Linked DNA regions of Sus scrofa: regions 1, 2 and 3 are each linked to region 4. The links are chromatin contacts, called in public HiChIP or PLAC-seq and promoter capture Hi-C maps. All regions are on one chromosome and are shown on one strand. The core of a region is the stretch at or near the end of the contact, and the rest is flanking DNA. Distances in the headings are between cores, read along the strand shown. Region 1 holds the start of RBCK1 (ranBP-type and C3HC4-type zinc finger-containing protein 1). Region 2 holds the start of TBC1D20 (TBC1 domain family member 20). Region 3 holds the start of TRIB3 (tribbles homolog 3). Region 4 holds the start of SRXN1 (sulfiredoxin-1).

The links. Promoter capture Hi-C pulls out the DNA fragments that hold promoters and counts their contacts. HiChIP or PLAC-seq counts read pairs in DNA pulled down with a chosen protein or histone mark.
Region 1: an H3K27ac HiChIP or PLAC-seq map of alveolar macrophages shows a contact between it and region 4. The contact joins the promoter of RBCK1 here to the promoter of SRXN1 in region 4. A contact is called at or near these places in 1 of 5 promoter capture datasets (liver) and 1 of 2 datasets of contacts at active chromatin or transcription factors (alveolar macrophages).
Region 2: a contact with region 4 is called in an H3K27ac HiChIP or PLAC-seq map of alveolar macrophages. The contact joins the promoter of TBC1D20 here to the promoter of SRXN1 in region 4. A contact is called at or near these places in 1 of 47 Hi-C or Micro-C datasets (embryonic fibroblasts) and 1 of 2 datasets of contacts at active chromatin or transcription factors (alveolar macrophages).
Region 3: a contact with region 4 is called in a promoter capture Hi-C map of fetal liver, with 4 times the contacts expected there. The contact joins the promoter of TRIB3 here to the promoter of SRXN1 in region 4. A contact is called at or near these places in 2 of 5 promoter capture datasets (fetal liver and liver), 5 of 47 Hi-C or Micro-C datasets (fetal liver, fibroblasts, liver and 1 more) and 1 of 2 datasets of contacts at active chromatin or transcription factors (alveolar macrophages).

The regions. Positions count from the first base shown.
Region 1 is chr17:34,799,820-34,803,170 of Sscrofa11.1, reverse strand. It overlaps RBCK1 (ranBP-type and C3HC4-type zinc finger-containing protein 1), which reads left to right and starts at 1,943. Exons shown (of 13, transcript XM_021078286.1): 1 at 1,943-1,985; 2 at 2,592-2,682. The coding sequence starts at 2,661.
Region 2 is chr17:34,758,647-34,762,309 of Sscrofa11.1, reverse strand. TBC1D20 (TBC1 domain family member 20) reads right to left here and starts at 1,931. Exons shown (of 8, transcript NM_001244620.1): 1 at 1,752-1,931. The coding sequence starts at 1,821.
Region 3 is chr17:34,818,187-34,821,501 of Sscrofa11.1, reverse strand. It overlaps TRIB3 (tribbles homolog 3), which reads left to right and starts at 1,910. Exons shown (of 4, transcript XM_013983169.2): 1 at 1,910-2,204.
Region 4 is chr17:34,580,129-34,583,747 of Sscrofa11.1, reverse strand. It overlaps SRXN1 (sulfiredoxin-1), which reads right to left and starts at 1,371. Exons shown (of 2, transcript XM_003134361.4): 1 at 1,100-1,371. The coding sequence starts at 1,270. It overlaps LOC106506648 (a long non-coding RNA gene), which reads left to right and starts at 1,385. Exons shown (of 3, transcript XR_002339912.1): 1 at 1,385-1,604.

The DNA of each region.
Region 1 (3,351 bases), core at 694-3,193, 220 kb before region 4:
CAAGAATGAGGTCTAAATAAAGACTTTTCAAACAAAAACTGAGAAGGTTTGTCACCAGAAGAGTCACCCTACAGAGAATTCTGAAACAGCAATTCTCAAACTGGGCTTCTCATTACATTCATCCAAGAACATTCAGAAGTCCTGATGCCTGGGCCACCTTAGATACTCTGCATCAACTGACTGCAGATGTGACCTGGGTATAGTATTTTTATAAGTTCCCCATGTAATTCAAACTGTATAGCTCAGGCTGAGAACCTCTGTCCTTTGGAACATATTTCAGGCAAGAGATAAGTGGTCCTAGATGAAAGTCTGAGATTCTTTCATTCATTTAGCATAATCCTTGAGCACCTGTTTTATGTTGGGTCCTGGTCTAGACACCAGGACACAGCAATGAGCAAAACAGGCAAAAGTCTCCACCCTCTAGAGGAGGGAAACAGACAAAAAAAGATAAAGAAGTAAAATATGTTGTTAAAATAGTAACACATGCTTTGGGAAAAAGTGAAGCCTGGAAAGAGACTATAAAATACTGGATGGAGGAGTGGCCATCGTGGCTCAGTGGTTAACGAATCTGACTAGCATTCATGAGGACGCAGGTTCGATCCCTGACCTTAATCAGTGGGTTAAGGATCTGGCATTGCTGTGAGCTGTGGTGCAGGCCAGCAGCTACAGCTCCAATTGGACCCCTAGCCTGGGAACCTCCATATGCCATGGGTGTGGCCCTAACAAGCAAATAATAATAATAAAATAAAATATTGGATGGAGTTCCCGTTATGGCTCAACAATAATGAACCCAAAAAGGATCTATGAAGATTCAGGTTAGATTCCTGGCCTCGCTCAGTGGGTTAAGGGATCAGGTGTTGCCCTGATCTGTGGTGTAGGCCAGCAGCTGCAGCTCCCATTCAACCCCTAGCCTGGGAACTTCCATATGCCGCATGTGCTGCCCTAAAGAGCAAAAAAACCCAAAAAACAAACAAAAAACCAGACTAGATGTGTGTGTGTGTGTGTGTGTGTGTGTGTGTGTGTGTGTGTGTGAAATCTCAGAGTGGATAGGGAAGACTTTTGCGTAAAAAGGTGAATCTGCCATTGTCACTCTGCTGTGGTGTGCATTCTATCCCAGGAACTTCCACATGCCCTTGGGCACCACCACACACACACAATAAAGGGCAAGAAAAAACCATGAAGATATTTGGGCTATGGCAAGTGCAAAGAACCTGAAGTGGGAGTGTATCTGCTTTGTTCCAGGACCTAGAGGCCAGTGGGGCTTGAGTGGAGTGCGCCAAGAGGAGAGTAGTCAGAGAAGCAGCAGGGGCAGGTTGTAGGCCTTGGGAGGACCTCGGCTTTACTTTTGAGATGGGAGCTACTGGGAGTGTTTTGAGGAGTGGCATAGTTTGATTTACAGTCTAACAAGACCTCTGGCACCTGGGTATAAAATAGACTGTAGTGGCCAAAAGGGGAAGCAAGGATCCTAATGAGGAGGCTGGTGCAGGACACCTGACGAGAAGGATGGAGATGGAGTGGGATGGGACCTGGAGGAGATGAGAGGTGACAGATTTTGGATCTGTTCTCCAGGCCAAGCCATAGGATCTGCTGATGAGAGGTGGGGAAAAGTTTCGGCGCGGGGAGACTGGAGGATGCAAAGAGCTTCCAGCTGTGCTCAGCGAATGCAAACTTCATTAGTGGCCTAATCAAAGGGTGGAGAGTAACCGCCGAGAAGCGGTGTTCGGCTGCCTAAGGGTGGGATTCTGAGCCCATCCGACCTGGATTGAAATTCAGTTTCCTGGCCCCAGGCAGGTCAGAAACCAACAGAATTTTTATTTCTCCTGCAAAAGAAGCGAGGATCTTCCCGCGCACAAATGTGGTGGCAGCGGGGCTGCACAGGGGCGGCCTCGGCGCCCCGCCCCACCGGCCCTCCGCCCAATCCCCGCCCCCTCCCGCCCTCGGCCCCGCCCCGCCCCTCCCGCAGGGATGCCAGCGCGGCTGCGCGGGTGAGTGAGGGTCACGGGGTCCGAGTTCGCCCGGGAGGGGAGTGGGAATGCCGGGCCTCGCGGGACGGAGCGCTCCGGACGGTTGTGTCCCAGGCGGAAGCAGCTGCTGGGTGGCCAGCGGGCGGTCGCGGGGCGAAGGGGCGCGGGTCCCGAGACAAGCTTCCGAGGCACTTCCGGGGCTGCCACTTTCACTTTCTTTTCCGTTGAGGCGGCTCCGCTCTCTCTCCTGACTGACAGGAGCCGCCCGGAGGGGAGGGAGTTGGGCTAAAATCCCGGGCGCCGGGGGGCGCTCCTGGTCCCAGCAGGGAAAAGGGGCTCTTCTCCGGGGACGGCTAGCACCCGGGCTGTGCGGCGTCGCTCCTACCCCGCCGGGCCTGGCCTGTTTCTTCTGTCGCCCTTTGCAGGCTCAGCCTGGTGCCTCTGCCATTTCACCTCCCACTCGGGGGCACCCGGCCGGTTCTCTATCCCAGGCCCCCATCCCCAGCCTTCGGGTAGAGTGATGCTACCCGACTGGCCCCGGGGACACCGAAGCACAAAGAAAGCTCGGACCGCGCCAGAGGCCACCGGCCGGAGCTGAGTTGCTCGTGGTGGCCTGTCCTCTACCAGGTGACCCAGGGACAGCATTTCCCCGGAGCTGCAGCCCCCGCCTGGGGGGGATGGGCACAATCACGCGAGATGGACGAGAAGATCAAGAAAGGTGGGCACAGGCTGGAGGCGACTGAGAAACTTTGGGTGGGAGGGGGGCCCTGCCAGGACCAGGCCTCCCCTGCTCAGAAGGGCATTAAACCTCCCCTCCCATTGCCCTCTTGCCCCTCTCTTTCCTCCCTTGGGGCCCGGTTGCTTCCGGAGGCATCTTGTCATTCATTTATTTGATGCCTCTTGAGGCCTCCTGGGCCAGCTATGCTGAGAAGGGAGTGGGGAGTTATCCGAGGAGACAGGAGACCTCCCCTGCTGTGGGGAACAGACTTCTATTACCTGAATACTGGGGGTCCTTGCCTCCTCTCTGGCCCCCTCTGCTCACTGTGGTAGAACTTAAGTTAGGTCATGTGACCGTCCTGCTCATGTACCCCCCTGTGTTCCTTTGTTCTTAGGACAAGGCCCAGGGCCTTTGGATAGCCCACAGGCCTGCTAGCTTCATTGACCTCAGGGTCCTCCCATTTCCCCTCTTATTCTGCTGGAGCCCCAGGGCTTCTGTTCTAATCCACCCATTTCTTGCTCAAGACCTTTCCCTTTCTCTCCACCTGGAACGCTTTTCCCCAACTAGGTCTTCGAATATCCAGCTTCTCCTCCTTTCCGTCTGAGCTTCAGTGTCACCTCCTCCTAGAGGCCTTCCCGGATCTCCTCACCCTGTTCATTTCCTTCTTCA
Region 2 (3,663 bases), core at 682-3,181, 180 kb before region 4:
CCTAAGAAATAAAGACAAGAACACATGAAGAAAGACTGCCTTACCCCCAAAATGCAGAAAAATGTTCTAGAGAGTAACCAATCTGATCATAACCTTTACAGAGGAGAGTTTATAGTGTTAGTAACTTCGCCATTTCTCCAGCATGATTAAAGACAAAGCAAGAACGAACAAGGAGTTCCTGCTGTGGTGCAGCAGAAACGAATCCAACTAGGAACCATGAGGTTGCGGGTTCGACCCTGGCCTCGCTCAGGGGGTTAAGCATCTGGCATTGCCGTGAGCTGTGATGTAGGTCACAGACGAGGCTCAGATCCTGGGTGGCTGTGGCTGTGGCTGCGGTGTAGGCCGGTAGCTACAGCTCTGATTAGACTCCTAGCCTGGGAACCTCCATATGCCGAGAGTGTGGCCCTAAAAAGCAAAAAACAAAACAAAACAAAACAAAACCCAAAACAAAAACAAACAAGAAAACCCCTTCTCATCTCTAAATTCCTCTCATTTAGCCAGAGAAGCAAAATCAAGGAAACTAGGGGGAAAAGCCTCACAGCCTAGGCACAGGGTTTACACTACAACAGGTCACAAGACTCATACCACTTGGGGCAATGACTATTATGCCATGAGGACAGATGTCACACAACACCAGCAAAGGGTTACAAGGCCAAAGGACCCAGAGAAGTAATATGAGGAGTGAGCCCATTTCCATGCAGGATTAGAACAGGAGAAAAGAGGGATAACAGAATGAACCCAGAGACAAAATGTGAATACCTGGTGCTTCATCAAACCATGGGCTGAATATGTGGTTGGTTCTATTATCTTTTCCACGAAAAGACGGAAAAGTGGGAAAATGACCTTAGTCCAACCCAGGGAGGGGAAAAAAGGGTATTTTGCTTGGTAAAGAGGAAACAATAATTTGAACTGTCCTGTATTAACAGTATGGAAAACATAATGGAAAATACAGTGCCCAGAGAAACCATGATTTCATGGAAATTACTGTTTAGTGTAAGACATTACAAAAAATAGAATTGTTCTTCACACAATTAGATAACATTACAAGAGGTGGCACAAGATTGAGACAGAAAATAGACTGGTGGCTGCCAGGAGCTGTGGAGAATGGGCTATGGGGACTGATGGCTTTTCTTTTTGGAATTAGAAATGCTGTGGAATTAAGACAGTGCGATGGTTGCACCACCTTGCCAGTGTACTAAGGACCACTGCACTGGACACTTTAAAGAGTGAATTTCGTGGTAATGAAAAGAAATCTGTGGTCCAGGGAGGCCGTGTCGATCCAGACCTGAAGTTTGGGAAACCGGCCTGACCACTAGGGAGGCGGCCCGGGGAACCTGCAGACGTGGCCCGACAGTCTCGGCCGGCCGGGGACGAGGCTTGGCCTCGGCTCTCAGGGACAGCCAGTTCTCCTCTCCAGATGTGACGAGGCCGGACTCGGGGCCCCCGCCTCGTCCTTCCCACGGGGGACCCGAGTCTGCCGCCAGGGTTCGTCGGGTCGCCTCAGTATCCTCTGACTCCCAATGCCAGGCTCTCTTCCCCTTCAGACGTGACCCAGGCCGTCCGCCTTTTCCTCCCTCACTGTCCCGACCCCGGCCGCGGCCCCGGGCGCACCCCGCGCGCTCGTCTCGGGGCCCCCATCCCGCGGTCCCCTCGGGTGCCGCCCGCGCCTCGGCCCGCTCCTCCGGCAGCCGTCCCCTGCCCCTGCGGCTGTCCTCGCAGGCCGCTCCCCGGCTCCCCGTCGGCTTCCGTACCTGCCTTCTCCGCGCCGCCGTCCCAGCGAGGAGACGTGGGGCCGTCACCCTGCGCACTCCGGAGGGCCATGTCCCGGGGGCCCGGGCACCGGCCCGAGCCCCGGCTGGTGGCGGAGCAGAGAGAAGGCGCGGCTGCAGCTGAGGCCGCGGGATTCGGCGCCGGCTCCGCGGGCCAAGCTCGGCTTGGTCAGCCCGCGGCGCGCAGGCGTCCCCGCGCGGGCCCCGCCCCGTGCCGGCACGTGACCATCCGCTGCGCTGGGGCGGGTGGCGGCGGGGAGGGCCGCGGTCGCCGGGACCCGCACGCAGGCGCCCTGAGCGGCGAGCGGAAGCGCGCAGGGAGCACACCCCTCAGAGTTAGTTCCAGCTCAACTTCTTGGAGTGTGGCGCCCTCGAACAATGTGTTCAGGAGATTTTATCATTTGTTTCGTTTTCCTTATCTATAAAATGGAACTGATGATAAGCCCCTGAACTTACAAGAGGTCTTGGGAAAGTGCTTAGAGCAGTACCAAGCATATAGTAACTACAATTTTTCGCTGTATCTTTTGCTTACCAAGAATTTTACTTCCAGTCTCGTTTCCCCACAGGTACTCCCATCATCGTACTTGGTGACTTCAGGGTTTAGCAGAACCATCGCTTATGGTTATGCAGGTTGGGCACAGCACAATGCCAGGAGCCGCTGTTCACATAGCCAGTATTCCCTTTCAGTTGTACAAAACTGGCCATTCATCCAAAATGCCCATCTGTCCTGTCAAGTCTTTGCCATCCTTCTCCGTCTCCAGTGACAATCCTTTCTCTTCTCTCCCTTATATAGGCCACCCATTCACTCCGTCAAACCCCTATTTTTGTGGCCAGAGGCTGCCCCGCCTCTGAAATCTCCAATGCTAGGCACCCCTCCCCTCCCCACGGAAATTTTCATGATTCTAGTTGCCCGATGACCCTGAACAGTAATTCTTTATTCCGAGGCCTCTAACCCATGGAATCCATTACTGCTGACCCCTCTTGATTTCATACCCATCCTGCCCAATTCGGGTTCCGTGGTCCGCCATCAGATAGTAAGTCTTTTTTAAAAAGGTCCTTGGGTCCTTGGGGTAGCTTTCATGAGCAGAAAAGACTCTGAAGTTAATTTGTTCAATTTATTAAAATTAGAAATCCCCAAGTCGAGTTTTTCCTTAATTTCAACTGACAAATTTTACAATCCCATTCAGAAATCTAGTAAATTTTAACAATCACTTTTTGGTACTGTAACTGAGCAGGACCCTATGGGGCCTTCCCAGGACAGAACCTCCCTTGCCCCACACCCTCCCCTCCCCAGGGCCCCTGTCTGCCTCTTGCCTGGAGGGAGACTTTAGCCTCCCAAGCCTTCCCTGAGTTCCAAAGAATAAATATAATAAGAAAAGTGAGAAAATGTAAAAATAAAGGAAAATAGTCAAATAAGACAAAAATAATAATAGTTTAGCCATTGAACAAAGTGAAGGACTTTTAGCTCCTCCTCAAGGGCTATAGATAATATTTCTGAGCCATATCCTTTGGGTTGTTTTGCAGATACTGAAACCCCCATTAGGAGGAAGAAGCACGGAGAAGAAGCCCACAAGCACGGAGACCCTAGATTGGTTGGAAACAGAAGGTTGATGTTGACTCTCAATTACCTCACCACTAACCAGTCAGGAGAATGTACACAAGCTGATTGTGAACCCTGCAATGCAATACTCTTCCCTCACTGTCTTTAAAAACTGATTTTGTGTGTGGGTGGGGGTGGGGGTTGTCTGTTTGTTTTTTTGCTTTTCAGGGCCGCTCTGGTGGCATATGGAGGTTTCCAGGCTAGGGGTCAAGTCAGAGCTGTAGCTGCCAACCTACATCACAGCTCATGGCAATGCCAGATCCTTAACCCACTGAGTGAGGCCAGGGATTGAAC
Region 3 (3,315 bases), core at 661-3,160, 240 kb before region 4:
CTTTAACTGTGATAAGGTCCCCAAACCTGGGGTCCATGCCCAAGGTGCAGTTGCAGTGACCACACCCACAGGTCTCAGAGGAGGCTGCTGGGTTGAAAAGACTGTGAAATGTCCTTGGACATTGTGGGCACTGGAGTCAGCTGCCCCAGGTTCAGATCTCAAATCTGCCTCATCTAATAAGCTGGGTGGTCTTGGGTAAGCCTTTCGCTTTGACTCTTTCATAGAATAGAAGCGACATGGCCCATCTCACAGTTCCTTAAGTGCCCCAGGACCCTTTCACTTACTTTTTCCTCTGTATCCCTTCAAATCTTTTCTTTTTTTTTTTTTTCTTTGTAGGGCCACACCCACAGCAGAGGGAGGTTCCCAGGCTAAGGGTCGAATCGGAGCAGCAGCTGCCAGCCTACACCACAGCCACAGCAACACCAGATCTGCGCTGTGTCAGCGATCTATACCACAGCGCATGGCAACGCTGGATTCTTAACCCACTGAGTGAGGCCAGGGATCAAACCCAGGTCCTCATGGATACTAGTCATGTTCATTACTGCTGAGCCACAACAGGAACTCCTCCCTTCATGTCTTTGCACTCCTCACTCCTCTTCCTTAAGATCTTAGTTTAAACATCACCTTCCTGATAAGCCCTGCTGAAAATAGCTACTTCCCAGCCATATCTTATAGAGAATAAATCTATGCTATTTATTCAAGAAAATATATGACACATCATCTATTTGAAATTATCTGGGCCTACTGATTTTATTTTCTTGAGAGTGCTCTGTCTCCCCACTGATTTATAAGATCCCTGAGGATGGGGGTGAGTCAAGCTTGTCACCACTGTCATCCAGCAATTAGAACAGGGTCTGACACAACATGAAGCAGTTAAGAATGCATAAGTCAACCCAGCACAGTCTTGCTTCAGTGAGGCCCTGGAGAGACAACATCCTGCCTTTCTTTGCCTCTTATGGCTGTAGGAGAGCCCAGTCAGTCTAGCTCCTGGTGTAGAAAATGAGTTCATTCATCGCTCCAGGCTGGGGGAGTCTCCAGGGTTAAATCAAATCCCAGAACCTCCTGGTATGCTCTAGGGCTCTGACACACACACACACACACACTCAGAGGAGCTGATCCCTAAGGTTCTGCAACCGGGGAAACAAAGCTAACTCCACCCACCTTCCCTTAACCTCTGTCTGGTGGAGTTATTTTTTGACACTGGTGAACTCAGACATCAAGGCCTAAAGGGAATTGGACCCTTGGGGCTGCACAGGGATGCTTCTCCAAACAGCTAGTGGCACCAGGGCTTCCCAGGCCAAGCGTGCAATTCCTGTTATAGGTGCCGGCTCTCCTTGAGCCTCCAGTTTCCACTCCTTTAGTATCTACCAGGTGCCGGGCGGCACAGCTCTAAGCGTTTAACATGTGTTAATTTATTCAATCTATTTCCTCAGGTAACACAGTGGGCACGCTTTGGCCCACTTTTCTTAACTACACGGCTGAAGTGCCTCTATTATATGCATGCTGTGAAGGCTACCCCACCCTAGTTCTCCCCGGGGCACAACAATTGTTCTATTGAGCTCCTAAATCCACGGCCTTTGCAGAGCTACCCCCCCACCCTGTAGCTGGGCCTCAGGCTGCTCCTTAGTAGAATGGGGAGAATGGAGCTTTCTGCCCGCCCAAGGTTCTCCTATACTGCAATGAAACAATGGCGGGAAAGTGCTTTATAACCCGGGAAGCACGCAGGAAACTATCACTGTTCTTTTTCTCTTCAGGCCCATCCTGAGAAGGTAGGATGTTCTTCCGTTTCACAGGTGGGAAAACTGAGGCCCAGAAAGGCAAAATGCTGTTTCCAAGGTGAAAGGGAAAGTCGGTGGCTCGCCTGCGGACCACACACGAGGAGCGGGGCGGGGCGCGCTCTAGCGGGGACCTCAGGGGGCGGGGCGCAGGGGATGGTGCAATCCCCCGCCGGAGGGCATCAGGCGGCGGCTGATTAGCTCAGGTTTACATCACCCGGGCCGGAGTTGAAGCCCGGCTCCCTGCGCTCCCGAGACACTCGCGGCGGAAGCGGCGGCGACTCGGCACACATTCCGGCTGCTGGGGACCCGGGCCAGAGCCCCATCCGGAGCCGACCTCAGCCGGGGCCGAGCGGCCTGGGCCATCGTGGGTGCCTGGCGACTCTTGAGCTTGGCCGGCACCAGGACCCCGCCGCTGGCGAGGGCAAGGTACCTGGCGGGAGCGGGAGGTGGTGGATAGAGGGGCGACCCGGAGCCTCCGTCCGGTCCGGGGGGCGATCTGGGCTGAGTGTTCCCGCTCGGACCCGGTGACGCGGCCCCGCGGGGCGTAGGGTCGCCGAGTGCAGCCGACGCGGGCGGGCGCGAGGGTGCGCCCCAGCGGGGCGTGGCAGCGTGTCGCCGGGACGGAGGGAGTGGGGACTGTGTTGGCCCCACGCCGCCCCCGCAGGGGTGTGTAGTGTCTGCGTTTGCTGGAGTGTGGGGCGGGCTGGGGAGCTGTGTGGTTGGGTGCGGGGAAGTCTGTGGGGTCCCTGGCGGCCAGGGGGCCTCTGTAACTGTGGGGTGTGCCGGTGCGGATCTGAGTCCGCGTGGGCCAGTGGGGTCCTGATGAGGCCGTGTCTCCTGGGCGCCCGCGGCAGGTGCTGGCGGAGTTGTGCGGAGACCGGCCGGGGTGCTCGCCAGCGGGGCAGGCGCAGGGTCAAGGGCTGCCGGCGCGCGGCGTGCGGGCGTGGCTCGCAGGTACGCTCCGCCTGGAGGCCCTGGTTCACACGCTGTACGGTGCGTGCGTATTCCGTTCCTGCCGACTGTGTGTGTTGTACCTGGATTCTGGGGTGAGGGTGGAGCGAGGCCTCTTACCCCAGACCCGGGGCCCAGTCGCCTTCCCTTTGCCCGGTCCCTGCCCCGCCGCCGACCCTCGGCTCCCGCTGAACCTTCTGCCCCGGGACGCTCGCCGCTTCCGCTCCCACGAGACTAGCCCAGCTGCCCAGGCCGGGGCGAGGCCACCTACTTCTTTCGCGCTGGGGTCGTGGCGGGGAGGGAGGGTCAGACGAAGCGTGTGGCCTTGGTAACTGTCCCGCAGTCGTGAGTACATAGTTATGAGAGCTTTGCTGGCTTGTGTATGCACATCTGCCCTTGGAGGGCGAGATGTGTGTCACTTAATGATGTGTGCACCCCTCTCTGACCTGCATGTGTGCCTTGACTGGCTGGATTGGACAGTGTTTCTGAGGGGCGTGTGTACACCTGTCTGCCCTGAGTCATGTGAGTTATATGCGGTTGGTATGACCCGCCCTTGTTCTCCAGAGAGCGTCAGAGAACAGCAAGA
Region 4 (3,619 bases), core at 122-2,621:
ATACTGACCCGAAGACCAAGGAGGATTAGAAAGAGTAAAAAAGACACGAAAGAGTTTTCCAGGGGTGGGGTGGGGTGGAAAGTCTGTGCAAAGGCCCAGTGGTGGGAGAGAGCACACAGGGCCAGATCCTTCAACAACAGCCAGGCACCGTGTTCATGTCACGGAAAGAGCAAGATAGGACCAAGTCTCTGCTTCTATGGAGTTCACACGAGGTGGGGAGGAGGGACAATAAAACCCAAACAAATGTATAAAATAACTCAGCGGGACACAAACCCTGCAAGGAGAAATACCTCGGGTTAAGGGGGGAGCCACAGAACAGGGAGGCAGGGACCTAACCCCAGAGGGGCAGCAGGCTCTCTGGGAAGCAGTTCCAGGCAGGAGGAACTACCAGCAGTGCAAAGTCTAGGACTGAAAGACATGCCTGGAAGCAGGAGAGGTGTCTGGTGGGGCCTCAGGGTCTCACATGGCCACCCTCCAAGGGTCTGGGGGAGGGGGACAAGATGTCATGCAGGACACCTATGGCCCCTCCCTCCCCTCTCATTCCTGCCAGGATCACACCAGCCTTCTCCAGCATCCTCTCTGAGCTGTGGCTGACCTGTTCCTCTCCCAGTTCCAGTTCAAACAAGGCCCTCTCTGCAGACAGGACCCCACCCCCACCCCAGTCCCACTGCCACAGCCAGAAGTGACCACACATCTTATCTTAGGATAATGTGGTGGCCATGCAGCTGGGCACTGTGGCCAGGCTGTACCACTTTCTTAAATGCCTGACCTTGGACAAGTTGCTTGAATCCTCTTGTGCCTTATTTCCTCGTCTGTAAAAGAACCTCTCAGGATTGGCATGAAGAAGCTAAGCACTTAAAAGAGCTCCTGGGCCATTTCAAATACCATCTTGATAGGAGTCAGAGATTGTTATTTTTATTCTCTCCTCCAATCTCCTTGCTCAAAGAGGAAACAGAGGTCCAGAGAGGCCCAGCAGCTTGCTCAAGGTCACACAGCAAATGCTGAGCTGCGGGGGAGACTGAACCAGTCCCGTCTGGCGTCCGGCGCATCCTCCCTCCTCTGAAGCCCTCCCAGCTGCCAGCTTCCCCCAGGGCCTCACCCGGATCGTGTCCACGAGGCTCTGCACCTTGGCCGGGTCCAGCACAGACGGCAGCGGCCGGATGAGCACGCTCAGCGGCACGTTGTGCACCGCGGCGATACAACCCGAGTGGATGCTGCCGCCCTGCGCGCTGCCGCTCGGCCCAGGTCCCTCGGGCGACCCCCGGCCCATCCCGGCCCTGCCCAGCGCTCCTCCGCACGCAGTCCCATCTCGCCGCCGTCGCTACCGCCGCCGCCACTAGACGCACCTCCTCCCAAGGGCTTTAACCCCGGCCGGGCCGTACCATTCTGCGCAGGCGGCGGGGGGCCCGGCCAGTGCGTCTCTCTCCCCCGGCCCCGCAGTGGTCCGGCCCATCCCCCGCGCGTCCCCGCGGGACCTCGGCTCCACTCGCCCGGCGCCGCGGGATGCACGCGGGGCTCCGGCTCTCCGCTGGGGGGCGCCGCACCGCTTCTCCTCTTCCGCTCGGCGTCCCGGGAGTGGAAGCGTCCGGGCAGGCTGACTCAGGGTGAGTCTGCAGGTCGTGGGGCGGGAGGGGCGCCGATGGCTGTGCGTCACACACCGGGGTGACTCAGGTCCGCGGGAGGCGGGGGCGGGGACGCGGCGTGGAAGGGGCCAGATCTGCCCGGCGAGAGTGAGTTGGCAAAACCTCGCTCTTGGCAGCCCAGCCTTTGGAGCCTTAGCGGTAATAGCGGTAGAAGTAATAATAATACCTACCAACAACAGTAATATTACGAGTCTGACGAATCTGGTGCTGTGTCGGGCACTGTCTTAAACACTTTGCATGTACATTAGTTTATTTAAACCTCAAAACAAGTCTGCAAACTAGGTATGATTAACTCCTATTTTGCAGACGGGGGAAACTGAGGCACAGCTTGGTTTAAGAGACTTGCCCAGGGAGTTCCTGTCGTGACTCAGTGGTTAACGAATCCGACTAGGAGCCATGAGATTGCAGGTTCGATCCCTGGCCTTGCTCAGTGGGTTAAGGATCCTCGTTGCCGTGAGCTGTGGTGTGGGTTGCAGACATGGCTCGGATCCCGCGTTGCTGTGGCTCTGGCGTAGGCCGGTGGCTACGGCTCTGATTCGACCCCTAGCCTGGGAACCTCCATATGCCTTGAGAGGGGCCCAAGAAATGGCAAAAAGACAAAAAAAAAAAAAAAAAAAAAAAAGAGAGAGAGAGAGAGAGAGAGACTTGCCTAAGGTAATGAGCTAGTAAGTGGCTCGACCAGGGTTTGAATCCTAGCAGCCTGACTTCAGAGTGTGTTCTGTACCCACTGTTGGTTTGTATGTTGAGATACCTGTGACTCAACTCAGAATGGCTATAAGCGTTAAGAAGATTTGTATTTTCACATAATTAAGATGTCTGGAGGTAGGCATATCCAAGGCTGGTGAAGAAGTAGCTGAACAATGTCAGGATGGAGACTTAAGCCTCCTGTTGAGATTAAGGTGAGGTACCTTTCTCTGGGGCTAATGTAAGTTTGGGACTGGAAGCTGGAGACATTCTAGGATCTATGCAATATCCTTTTGTTTTAGTTTGGATTCTCCCAGAAGTAGATCCCAAGTCTGGGACTTGTATGCGGGTACTTTATTTGGGAGCTGTTCTAGTTATTATCACTGTAGCACAAACCTCTTGGAAATGTAGCAACATAAGACAACCATTTTATAATCCTCACAGATTTTGTGGGTCAAGAAATCAGGCACGGCAAAGTGGGGACTGGTTGTCCCTTCTCAGCAGTGTCTGGGCCATCAGTGGGGAGGTGACTCAACATCCAGGGGTGACCTGATGGCTGGAGCTGGACTCATCTGGAGGTGATTTCCCTACACATTCCTTGGGCCATACCACCTGTCAGCCAGAACGCCTCCCTGCGGCCTGGGCTTCCTCATAGCATGGCAGCTGGCTTCCAAGAACCAGTGTCCCAAGAGAACCTGACAGAAGCTTCATGGCCTTTTCCAGTCTAGTCATGGAAGTCATGTGACATCATTTCTATCTGTGGGAGCGGTCTCCATGCCCCCTCCATGCTGTTTTCCATAGTGATTGTACCCTCATCCCCCACCCCACCCCCAGCCAGGCTCAAGGGAAGGGACAGAGAGTCCATCCCTTGAGGAGAGAAGTAGCAAGGTTCTAAAAGAGCCTGTTGCCACAGGAAGCTTTTATTGTGACCATCTTTGGAAGATGGTCTGCTGTAGGAGGTGATTCCAGGCAGGACCAGGGAAAGGAGAAGTGCTAATGGGGGGACAGGATGAGCAGGTTAACATGGCGGTTAAGTGGGGCTCACTCTGCTGGAGACTCTGTGAGGAAGTGTCATGTATCAGAATTGTCCCTCTGTGGGGTGGGGGGCTAGAGATATTTATAACTATATTTTTAGTCTTTTTAGGTCTGCACCTGCAGCATATGGCTGTTCCCAGGCTAGGGGTCAAATCGTAGCTGCAGCTGCCAGCCTGCATCTCAGCCATAGCAATGTGGCATCCAGGCCGTGTCTGTGACCTACACCACAGCTCACAGCAATGCCGGATCCTTAACGC